2 separate regions of the Pan troglodytes genome follow, and region 1 is linked to region 2. A link is a contact called in public Hi-C data. All regions are on one chromosome and are shown on one strand. Each heading gives the region's core, a stretch centred on a gene start, on an enhancer-like site or on the middle of the called end of the contact. The rest is flanking DNA. Distances are from core to core; before and after follow the strand shown.

Region 1 (6,106 bases), core at 1,926-4,425, 560 kb after region 2:
GAAGGAACTACAAGATGTTTCTTTGTTTTGAGATGGAGTCTGGCACTGTCGCCTAGGCTCACTGCAACCTCTGCCTCCTGGGTTCAAGTGATTCTCCTGCCTCGGCTACCCAAGTATCTGGCATTACAGGTGCCCTCCACCATGCCCAGCTAATCTTTGTATTTTAGTAGAGACGGGATTTCACCACGTTGGCCAGGCTGGTCTCGAACTCCTGACCTCAGGTGATCCACCCACCTCAGCCTCCCAAAGTGCTGGGATTACAGGTGTGAGCCACTGCACCCGGCCAGGAAATACAAGATGTTAATGAAAGAATTTGAGAACATGAGCGAGGTGGCTCATGCCCATAATCCCAGCGCTTTGGGAGGCCTGGGTGGGCGGATCACCTGAGGTCAGGAGTTCGAGACCAGCCTGGCCAACATGGTGAAACCCCGTCTCTACTAAAAATACAAAAACTAGCCAGGCCTGGTGGCGAGCACCTGTAATCTCAGCTACTCGGGAGGCTGAGGCTAGAGAAGCAGGCTGAGGCTCTTGAAGCCAGGAAGCAGAGGTTGCAGTGAGCCGAGATCACGCCATTGCACTCGAGCCTGGGCGACAAGTGCGCAGGAAGTCAGGGGACCTAGCCAGGATACACTGCCTTTTCCATCAACTGGCTGTGTGTCCTTAACCTCCCTGGTGGAGCCACTTAACCTCTTTGGTACTTCTGTAATGTGAATGAGGAGGATAGATGGATATAAGGCCCCTTACTGCTCTAAGAATCTATGGGATTGGATTTCAGTTCAGCATCCATTTCCAGGTTTGCGCTCATCTTTCCAATGAGAGACACCTGGGCAGGTAGAGCAAAGAGCAATTCTCTGGCTGCTGGTATAGTAGACCTAAGGCTTGAGCAAGTGCCTGATACAAGAAGAAAAGGAATTGCCCCTTTTTCTTGGCAGCCAGGACAGAGACCCAGTGCCCAGCCTGCTTATACCTCCAACCCTGCCCATCCATCGCCTGACACACAGGAGTGCAGGACAAGTTCTCGCCCCTCATTGCCCTCCCTACCTTTCCAGTTCTGGCAGTTCCTTGCAGGCTCTCCCCACCTTGGGTTTCCTCCCAGCCCCGTCTCTGAGGGCAGCACCTTCCCACATCCTGCCGCAGGTCAGTGTAGCTGTGAAGGAGGCAGAGGAGTGAGTGTCTGAGACACGAGTGATCCAGGTCCTTCAAGCTGCAGAGTACATCCCTCACACACATACTCAAGATTCCTCCAGATGGTTGTCCTAGAGAAGGTGGCGATGTGATTTCCCAGGTTCTCCGTGAAGTAGTCAAGTATTCAAACTCCTCTATGCCCTTCTTCCTCTTACCCCTTCATTCCCTCTATTTCTCCTGCCTCTCTCATTGCCATTCTTTCTTACATTATTTTGCTTCCTTCCTCAGTTCTCCAGGATCTTCACCTATTTGTTTATTTTGAGATAGCGTATGACTTGTCACCCAGACTGCAGTGCAGTGGAATGTCATGGCTCTCTGCAGCCTCGACCTCCTGGGCTCAAATAATCCTCTCACCTCAGCCTCCTAAGTAGCTGGGACCACAGGTGCATGCCACCATGCTCAGCTTTTGTTTTTTTTTGAGACAAGTTATCACTCTGTTGCCCAGGCTAGAGTGTGGAGTGTGGTGGTGGAGTGTGGTGGTGATCTCAGCTCACTGCAGCCTCGACCTCCCGGGCTCAAGTGATCCTTCTACTTCAGCCTCTCCCCGAGTAGCTGGGACTACAAGTGCACACCACCACACCTGCCTAATATTCTGTATTTTTAGTAGAGACAGGGTTTTGCCATGTTGCCCAGGCTGGTCTCGAACTCCTGGGATCAAGCAATCTGCCCGCCTTGCCCTCCCAAAGTGCTGGGGTTACAAGCCTGAGCCACTATGCTTTGCCGAAGATTCCCGTCTTCCCACTGAACCTTCCTCTTTCCTTCTCCTGGGCCATTCCTGAGCCCTGGCTGAGGGGAGAGAAGGGAAGGAAAGCCCCTCCTGCGGCCATCTCAGCATCCAAGGCAATCCTTCTGGGGCTGCTCTGTCTCCAGGGCCCCAGCCATCCCCAGACACTGAGTGCCTGAGCGGGGGACCCTCACTCCTGTGGCACTATGGTAAGATAGGAAACAGTGGCTTCTCCTCAAAGCAGCCTCGCCGGTCGGTCAGCTGACTACCAACATGGGAAGTGGCCGAAGATCCACATGGAATGACACTGATAAGCACTTTGCAGTGTCTGAAACTCTTAAACATCAGTGCTGTCTTCCTAGTTTTACAGACACAACTCTGTGGGTTGGATGAGGTTTTTCTAAATGTACAAATGCAGAAATATACGGAGGGAGTAAAGGGACTGCCTACAAATCACATCTAGAGTGTGGTGTACCTGATTTCAAATCTTTTATTTTATTCTCGCAGCAACGGGAGAATCCGCAGTCGAGGGAGGTGAAATGACTTGCTGAACGCCACACGGCGGACTCCAAGCCCCGAGCTCCTATAACAGAGGAGGAGGAAGGCGGGCTCAGCTCCTGCCACCCAGCAGCGGGGGAGATGCAGCCCGGGACTCGGCTGGGCCACGGGGACAGATCCAAGCCCCGCCCCCTGACCTTGTTCTCTGCCCGCCGGGAAGTGGGGAACTTGCGGGGAGCAGCCTCAGCTCGTCCCTGGGGCAGAGTCTCCACTTGGGTGCACGCCCTGGGGTGGGGCTTCTTCGGGAAGCCGGGGGCCTTCAACTCTGCTCAGGAGCTCGGGCCGGAGAAAGGCCCCGAGACTTGAAGCCCTTGCCCGGGAGGGATGAACACGCAAAGGAACCCGAGGAACGGGGTAGGGGACCAAGAGTAGGACCAGCTTCTCCTGCGCGGGGACAGGGCCTGTGGAGCGGCCTGGAGGAATCTCTCCCAGCCGCGAAGCCCGGGAAGGCTGCGAGGCCCCAGCGCGGAGCGGCCCCTCCCACCTCCCCGAGGGCAGGCGGAGCGAAGCCTCGGGGCCCGGGCCCAGGTTTTGTGCCTACGGAGGTTGGACTTCCCCGCCACCCCGAGGAGTCACCGAGAGCCTTCTCTCCCTCGCAGGGGCCCTGGGAGGCCCGCGCTTTCTCTGAAAGTGGAAGGAGTGGGCGGGGGGCGCGGCCGAGGCGGGGCGCGGGCGTGCAGCGGCGCAGGCTCCGCCCCGGGGCCGTCTCCAGCCGGGGGCGCCGAGCCGCTCCAGTCCCCGGCGCGCCGCGGGCTGGTGGGCTCAGCGGCGGCGCCGGCACTGGGAAATGACCCTGCCCGGGGGCCCAACGGGCATGGCGCGGCCGGGGGGCGCGAGGCCCTGCAGCCCGGGGCTGGAGCGGGCCCCGCGCCGGAGTGTCGGGGAGCTGCGCCTGCTCTTCGAGGCGCGCTGTGCGGCGGTCGCTGCGGCCGCCGCCGCGGGGGAGCCCCGGGCCCGCGGGGCCAAGCGGCGTGGGGGACAGGTCCCCAACGGGCTTCCGCGGGCTCCCCCGGCCCCGGTGATCCCTCAGCTGACCGTGACAGCCGAGGAGCCCGACGTGCCCCCGACCAGCCCTGGGCCGCCGGAGCGGGAGAGGGACTGCCTCCCGGCAGCGGGCTCTTCGCACCTGCAGCAGCCGCGCCGCCTTTCCACCTCGTCGGTCTCCTCCACTGGCTCTTCGTCGCTGCTCGAGGACTCGGAGGACGACCTGCTGAGCGACAGTGAGAGCCGGAGCCGCGGCAACGTGCAGCTGGAAGCGGGCGAGGACGTGGGTCAGGTACGGGCCGCGGGGGCGGGGCCAGCGCCGGGCGCGGGGGCTGCACGGGGGACCTGGCTCGGTGCTCCCGGAGGACCCGCTCCTGTCCATGCTCCCTCCAGCGGAAGGTCCTGTTCTCGCGGTTTAGGAGGAATCTGGGGGTCAGAGGGAGGCGCCTGGCCGACCTCTCGCCTGGGCAACTTTCACCTCGGCTCCGCCGGCGGGTCGTGGCGCTGGCCCTGGGGCGTCTAAGAAGCTGGGCGAGGAGCAGGCGACCCGCCGCGGGGATTGGGCGAAGCGGGGGTAGCGGACCTTGTTGGCTGTGGGTTAGGACAGGAGGGATCGGAGGGGCTGAGCCTTGCCGGGTGAACCCTCGGAAGGAGAGAGGCGAAGGAGAGTTTCCCTTACCCCCCGCCCCCTCTCCGGTGCCGCGGCCGCACCCCCGCCGTTGCCACGGTTTCCCTCTCCTGAGTGGGAGTGGAGCGGCGCTCCAGGCTCTGCTCGGGAGCCGCTGCCGTCTGCTCCCAGCGCCCGCACGAGGCGTGGACGCAGGGGAGGGAGGGGCGTGGGCCTGGGAGCTCTGGCTGGGAGCGGAACGCAGCCCACCCAGTGCGCGCCCTGCCTCCCATCTTCCCGGCTCGCCGCTCCTGAGCGCGGCAGAGAGGGGCGGTAAACTGAGGCTGCAAGGGGGCAGGATCACTCTGCTAGTCTCTGCCTCTGATAGCCTGGGTGTTCTGGGACCAGGTCTGACCCTCGGAAAACACAGCCCTGGGCACTGTTAAGTCATTCCTGACGCCCGCCACTTAGGGATGTGCGGCTCCCGGGACACCCTCCTTGTTCCCCTCGTTTTAACTAAGGCCAAATACCTTGAATAACTGTCCGTGGTCTGCGCGAAGGACTTTCTTTAGATCCACGTTTCGCAAGTGTCCCTGAGGCCGAGGAAGAGGCGAGGGGCGCCCCCGGCCTCGGGCGTCTGGGGCCTGCCCATAAGGCCGGGTCGGCGCGGCGGGGCGGGGAGAGCTGTGGCCGCGCGCCTGCTCCGCCGCACAATCGGCTGGGACAAGGCAGGGAAGCTGTGGCGACCTGCAGGGGTTCACAAGCCCGGAGGCCGATGGGGTTTGTCAGTGACACCAGAGGGGAAAAGCCTTACAGAGCAGGAACACCCCCCGCCGCCAGGTGCTGGGTGCGCCGGCTCGGTCACTAGCCTGCCGCTTCCCCTTCTTCTTCCCCGGTGGTCAGAGCAGCCCCGGACCCAGGATCGTTTATGGGGTAACCCTTGCCTAGGTCGGGGGGCGGATGCCGGGGCTTCCCAGGATGTGGAGTGTGGGGCAGTGAGAGGCCCCCCGCCCCGCCTCTTCGGAAAAGCCTGAGCAGCAGCTCCGGGGGCGCGGAAGCTCTGACACCTGAGAGGCGGTGCAGGCGAAAGGGCGCGAAGCGCGGGCGCGTCCCGCTTCCCTCTTCCGCCCGCAGGGACTCGGCGAAGTGCCTGGGAGAGGGAGTGCGCTAGGAGGAGGTCCTGCGGCCCAAGCCTGGGTGTAGAGACCGCCCCGGCTAAGGTCAAGCCTCGGGGACCTGGGCGACCCCGCCGCCCTCCGAGCCGTCGGGAGCCGGTGCAAATCGCCGCTGAGGGCCCTTCCAGCTCCAAGGCTGCGGCTTCCAGGCCTTCCCCACCCCCAGGCCCGCCGGGGCCTCCCCGAAGGCAAACAGCCACCGCGGCGGCAGATAAGCCAGGGGCTGTTGACAGAGGCTGCCTGAGTCCGTGTGGAAGGGCCCAGGGCGGACTTTGCCTCGCCGCAGGTCCCAGAGCCGCACAGCGCGCCGGCCCAGGCCAATTTAGGGCTTCCCCAGGCAGGAAGCAAGGCTGGTCCGGCTGACCGTGAAGGATGCACGTGGGCCGGACTCTAGAACTCCCGGCTTACCAGCCCCTTACGCGCGGCCCAGGCAGGCCGGAGCCCAGGAAGTTTCTGCCTGCCTGCCTGCCTACCTCTCTGCCTGGGGCATACGTAGTCCCCTTCACCTCCTAGGAGCCCTCTCCAGCCTGCCCAGAGCAGGGAAATTGAAACTGGGCAGCCTCACTCCGGCAGAGGAAAAAGTCACGGGCAGGCTTTTCCTAACCAGCCAGGGGAGAAGTTGGAGGCCCACCCGCAAGGTCAGCTGCATGACTCTATGGCCTTGCCTGCCTCCTCAAACAATTGTGGGGTATTGCTGGAGGAAAAGAGAGGGTGTTTGGCTCCTGTTCATCTGGTTTTCTTCTTTCTGTGCTCCAGGATAGGTAAGGAGACCTGGATGCCATCCCCTCCTGGACTCAGAATTCCCACACATCGCTTTCCACTAATTATAGAGCAGAATTTAGGTTAACAGACTTCCTTTTTAAACAGCTAATG
Region 2 (6,003 bases), core at 2,993-5,492:
TCCCAAAATGCTGGGCTTATAGGCATGAGCCACCACACCGGCCATCTCTATTATTATTATCCCATTGCACAGATGAGAAAACTGAATGTAGAGCTAGAGTTAGGTTACAAGCCCAAGACCACATGGTTAGGAAGTGCCAAGAAGCAGGTCCATGTCAGGCTTATTCACCAGACTCACCTGGAGGGTGGGGAGAGACTCGTTCCTCCTGCCTCCTCCCCATCTCTGCTCAGTCCCCCTGACCAAGATTCTTCAGAGTTCGGTGTCCCTCAGCGCCCATGCCCTACCCCTTCCTTCTCACGGGGCCCTTCTTATCATCAGTCACTGCATCCTGTTCCTCCCTTGAAGCCCCCAGATGAGTTCTCAAGGCCACCACCAAGTCATCACCTTCCTCACTCCTCTCTCCAGTCTCAGGCCTGTTCTATGGGGAACCCACTCTGTCCCGCGGGAAAAACCCTCAGCAGGCAGTTCCTTGTGGGGGCTCCAGAGAGAGGTGAAGGAGGCCACGCGGGGCACCGCCTGCTGAGCGGGAATCCCGTCCCTAACCGCTGGCGCCCCTCGAGGGGAGGGGCGAGGGCGGAGGTGGTTCTGCTGCGGCATCTGTCCCAGGCGGGCGGGAAGCTGCTGCATTAAATTGTAAAATCGATTTATTGACCGGCAGGTGCGAGCAGCGGCAGATGGAGAGTAGCCCTGCCGGGGCGCATCTGCGGGGAGCGGCGGCATCGATCCCGGCCCCCCTCTGAAACCCGTCGGTCCTGGGCCTTTCTCGCCAGCTCACTCCCAATTGTAGGGCCAAGGTCCTTGAAACTGCGGCGCCTGAATGGCTAGGGTAGCTCGACTCCCTCCCCCAACACCCTCCTGGCCTCAGGCCCCGGGCTGCGCCCCCACGGCTGCCAGGCTCTGCCAGTCCCACTGCCCCAGTTGGCACGCGGCGGGCCGGGCTGACGCGTGGCAGCGCCCTGCGGCAGATGAGGCACGCGCCGGCCTCATTTCAATGTGAATGGATCGAATGGAGCAGCCATGTGGCAGCAACAGTTTGCAAATCTCCACGCCTTCTGTGCAGCTCCCCGGCCGCCGCTCCCTGCACGTGGCCCCTTCTCCGCAGCGACCGCAGCGGCGCCCCTCAAGGCTTAAGCGCCCCGCCCAAGCCAGGCCTGCTTCCCCGCCCCTGGTCTGCCCAGCAGGCACGGTGGCCCGGCCCCCACCGCGCTCCTACCCGGGTGCAGTGTGCCCCGCGAAGAGCGCCGTCCCCTGAGAGGGGGTTGGGGAGAGGAGAGGCAAAACCGCGCTGAAGGTCTCGGAGCTGCGCCTGCGGCCCTGGGGAGGGCACAGAGGCTACGCTGCGGGGGAGGAGTCCCGAGGCTCTACGAGGCTCCTGTTGCGCCCCAATAACCTGGGGTCAGCTTGGGGACACCGCTGGAAGGCGACCTTAGCGCTTCCCGGTCCTCAGTGCCGGTTCTTATGGCTGGAGGACTATGCGCAATGGCCAAGCGTAGGGGGACAGCAGAAGCAGAAGGCCTCTAGGGGCAGAGGCGGTGGGCCTTTCATGAAGCCAGGCCTCGACCCTGCGCCCGCTTCCGACGTTGGGGAGTGTTGAGGGTGCGGGTCGAATTGAGGAACCCTGGGCCTGCGGAGGGTCAGTGGTCTTTCGGACTCTGGGTCTATCTGTGCACCCTTTCCATGCTGTTGTGGAGGGTCTGCGTCAGGGGCGGGGGCAGCCGACTTCGATGGGGGTCCAGCCCCACGGTGATCGGTGGCCTCCCATCCCAGGACCACGCGTGTAGCGTTCTTCCGCCCGCAAGTCCGAAAGTCCCGAGTGGGAGAAGAAGGAAGGCGCAGCCCCAGTTTTGGGCTGACAGAAACACTTGCGGCCTTCGCACTGGGCTCCCTACCCGCAGCAGCATGACCCTCTCCTGCTCAGCAAATGTGGGCAAAGCTCGACCGCAGCGTGTGGGAGCGCTCGTAGGTACCCAGGGCCAAGGGTGGCAGTGTCCTAGCCCGGGAATGAGCTTCTGGGACAGCGCCTCCGCAAATAGGTGTTTCATGAATGTCTTTTGATGCTGAGAATTTAACCCTTTCCTCTTCTGGTCAGAGCCTTTCTAGATCTCTGGGATCTCCTGGGTGCTGCCTCTCTGAAGATAATAATCCCAACTTTTGTTTGGTCCTTGATAATTTGCAAAGTACATTTGGGCACATTAGTCTGGGCGTGTATGAGGGTAGAGAGTGTTCCAGATTTTCCAGTATTGGGAGAGATGCCTTGTGTGGGACTAGATGTCTCCCTTGAGGGTCAGGTAAGCAGGACCAGCGCCAGAAAAGGAGGATGTTTTTATTAACTCCTGGGCCAGGATTTGGAGTTGAGAGAGGACAGGGCTAGGTGGGGCTGGATGCCAGCTTGGAGGAGAGCAAGGGGCACCCGCTGGCATCTTAGAGAGGCAAGTCCAGGGATCCATAGGGTATAGGCGGAGAGAAGATCTGGGAGCCCACTTGCCAGGATCGCCGGGAGGCACGCCCCGGACTCCCCCTCCCTCGGGCCTGGGACTCCGCCTGCCCATAACCTACATTAACTCCCGAGCGCAGCCTGGGCCCATCTGCCGCCCCGCCCCACCTCGGTTCCCCACGCCAACCCGCTCGCGCCAGATGGTGGCTGGGAGGGGTGGCCGTGCGTGGGGGACCCCGGAGCCCGTCTCCTCACCTCGCCCCTCCCCCAACCCACGCTCCCAACCTCTTGTTTCTCATCCTTCCCACCCCCACACCCGTCCCCCAGTCCTCCACCACCACCACCCAACTCAAAAAAAAAAAAATCAGACCATGCTCGGCATTGGCAGCTGTTGGGCTCCTCGCCGCTCCCCCACCCTTACCGCCTCCCCCGGGTTCGCGCCGCGTCCCGGCTCCCCCCCGCGCTGATCTTAACGCCCGACTACAGCCATCACCTCGCGGGCGGGCTGACAGCTGAAGCCACAGGGCCCCCGCTGCCCTCGGCGTCGCAAAGAGAGAGCTCCCCGGCACCCCTGAGACTGGGAGAAGCCGGCCCTCCCCGGTCTGCGGCCTCCGGGGATCACGCCGGGTTCCGAGAAAGCAGCTGCGCTGCTGCCGCTTGGAGGAGTGGGGCCACCCAGGGGACCCTCTCGGGCGAGACTTGTGAAGCCGCCTGAAACTCAAACAGCTCCGCAAGCCTCCAGTTCCACCCCACATCCCGCCTTATGAGGCGAGGACCCGGGCCGACCCGGCCTCAGTCCCTCACCTTGATTCTCCAGTGGCCTGAGCCAACTCTGGCGTCAGGAGAGTTCCTCCTTGCCCCAGCTGAGCGACAGGGCGCGGCCGGGGGCTTGGGGCTGCTGGGGTGGGGGGAGGCAGTGGGCGCAGGAACTGAAGCTGGACTCAGGTGAGGGGACGCGCTGGAGGCGGGGCCAGAACCTCATTACCATACAGCTGAGGACGCGCCCCCCTCCTACCTCCGGGACCACGCCCCGCCCTCCCCCACCTCAGGGACCGCGCGTCTGGGTCTCTGGCACGCGCCAAGCCCTGGCAGGGGGCAGAAGGGAGAAGGCACGCGCTGGGCACGCCCCCCCTTAGCTAGAGAGGGAGACGCCCAACAGGTGCACAGAGAGGGCCCCGAGCCTTAGACCCTTAGCCCCTAGCCTTGCTCAGAGTGGCCACAGAGAGGTTAACGCTTCTGCTGGCTTCCCTGCTGCGCTGGGGACGCGTGGTGGGTGGGCACTCATAGGTTGGGGGCCGTTGAGACAAGGGCTCCAGAAGCTCCAGGAAGGAAAAGGAGATCGGATTTCCCTAGCGCTGGTTTTCGCATTCCGGGCTTAAGTTCTTTTTACCTGCTTTGGAACACTAGGTAACTAGCGCCTGCTGCGGATGCACAGCCTACAGGGACTGCCTAGTGTCTCCGCCCCCAAGACCATCCCCGAACCACCCACTCACCTCCTGCCCCATTACCGGGCAACCCCTCTATCCTTCGGCGGCCAGGGTCTCAGCCCTTAACCCCGCCATCACGGAGGACTGGTCACCTCGGCACGCGCAGAGCTGGGGGACCTAGAGGTTGGGAGCGGCACGGAGGGGCGGGGACCTGCGCCCGACTGGCTGACGGGGAGGGGGGAGCGGCGGGGGCGGAGGCCCCCTCCGGGCGGCGCTGGGACTGTAGCAGCTAGAGGCCGGGAGGGGAGGGGAGAATGACCATGAGTCTGAGTGACAGGCGGCGAGGAGAGGAGCCAATATATATAAGGAAGGCTCCCAGCGCGCAGGTTTCAGTAGCGGCGCTGCGCGCAGGCCGGGAACACGAGGCCAAGAGCCGCAGCCCCAGCCGCCTTGGTGCAGCGTACACTGGCACTAGCCCGCTTGCAGCCCCAGGATTAGACAGAAGACGCGTCCTCGGCGCGGTCGCCGCCCAGCCTTAGTCACCTGGATTACCTACAGCGGCAGCTGCAGCGGAGCTAGCGAGAAGGCCAAAGGGGAGCAGCGTCCCGAGAGGAGCGCCTCTTTTCAGGGACCCCGCCGGCTGGCGGACGCGCGGGAAAGCGGCGTCGCGAACAGAGCCAGATTGAGGGCCCGCGGGTGGAGAGAGCGACGCCCCAGGGGATGGCAGCAGCGTCCCGGAGCGCCTCTGGCTGGGCGCTACTGCTGCTGGTGGCACTTTGGCAGCAGGTAACACGTCCCGCGCCCTCTCCGTCCCCTCTGCCGCGCTCTGGGCCTCAGCCCCGGGCACCAGCTGAGCTGACCGGTCCCCTCCCTCCTTCCCTCGGTCCCTGTGCAATAGCGCGCGGCCGGCTCCGGCGTCTTCCAGCTGCAGCTGCAGGAGTTCATCAACGAGCGCGGCGTACTGGCCAGTGGGCGGCCTTGCGAGCCCGGCTGCCGGACTTTCTTCCGCGTCTGCCTTAAGCACTTCCAGGCGGTCGTCTCGCCCGGACCCTGCACCTTCGGGACCGTCTCCACGCCGGTATTGGGCACCAACTCCTTCGCTGTCCGGGACGACAGTAGCGGCGGGGGGCGCAACCCTCTCCAACTGCCCTTCAATTTCACCTGGCCGGTGAGCACAGCCTGGGCGCACTGGGAGGTCGCAGAAGCCGAGAGAGGAGGCGCCCTGGGACCAAAGCCCCCTCCCCAGATTTCCTTGTACACACACCCCCACCCCCAAAAAGCCCAGGATGCATTCTTTCCTGGCTCTTCCCGACTCTCTCCTGAGACTGATCCCAGAAAAGGCTCTCACCAGTCTCCGTCTTCCCAGTTTATGTCCTCCCGTCCCCAGCTCTTGGGACACGATTTTCATTACCTACCACTCTGGGGCGGTACCCTACCACCCCCTCCTCCAGTGGCTTTCCCTTACGCTCTCCCGTCTCTCAACCCTCCCTCTACCGGGGGTTCTCCTCTCGCCTTCCCTGCTCAAGCGCTACACTGTGCACAGCCCCGTTATGTTGACCCGGGCGCAGTAACTGAATCCTGCAATTAGATTAATTAAACAGGCTGCCGCAAGGCACCCCCACCTCTCCCCGCTTGCTCATCTCGCCATCTCTCCGTCCCCCCACCCCCTTTCCCAGGGTACCTTCTCACTCATCATCGAAGCTTGGCACGCGCCAGGAGACGACCTGCGGCCAGGTGAGTAGCTCGCTCCGCCACCACAGGGGGGCGACACAGCGCAGCGCCGAAAGAGTTAATCTGTTCTAGGCGGGGGAAGTGCGGGCTTGGGGGTGGGAGGCAGGACGCTTAGCTTGGCCCGGAGCTGCGCCCCGCGCTGGACGCTCGGATTCCGTTCGCTGCCTGGACTCAGAGCACAATTGCGTTTCCTGCGGGTTATTTTTGGCGTGGGAACGCGGGGAGTACGGCGGTGAGAAAGGCTGAAGCTGCCAGCGCCGCTGACGGGCCCCTTCCTGTATTTTACACCTTTCGCGAATTCCGCTCCTTTGGAAAGGGAATAATGGCTTTGGGATGTTGTTCTGACACAGAGGAAAAGGATATTTCAGCAGCACAACAATTCTCACTTTGAAAAGGAAAAAAGAAAACCAT

What was found. Hi-C and Micro-C count contacts between places; a contact is called where the count stands out from the background.
Region 1: a Hi-C map of induced pluripotent stem cells shows a contact between it and region 2, with 3 times the contacts expected there. The contact joins the promoter of ITPKA here to the promoter of DLL4 in region 2. A contact is called at or near these places in 2 of 7 Hi-C or Micro-C datasets (induced pluripotent stem cells and stem cell-derived neural progenitor cells).

Annotation. Positions count from the first base shown.
Region 1 is chr16:33,458,480-33,464,585 of NHGRI_mPanTro3-v2.0_pri, forward strand. ITPKA (inositol-trisphosphate 3-kinase A) reads left to right here and starts at 3,176. Exons shown (of 7, transcript XM_001149577.6): 1 at 3,176-3,743. The coding sequence starts at 3,255. It overlaps LOC134808444 (a long non-coding RNA gene), which reads right to left and starts at 2,689. Exons shown (of 2, transcript XR_010151355.1): 1 at 2,605-2,689; 2 at 2,377-2,492.
Region 2 is chr16:32,896,073-32,902,075 of NHGRI_mPanTro3-v2.0_pri, forward strand. It overlaps DLL4 (delta like canonical Notch ligand 4), which reads left to right and starts at 4,243. Exons shown (of 11, transcript XM_510318.8): 1 at 4,243-4,647; 2 at 4,760-5,029; 3 at 5,538-5,595. The coding sequence starts at 4,582.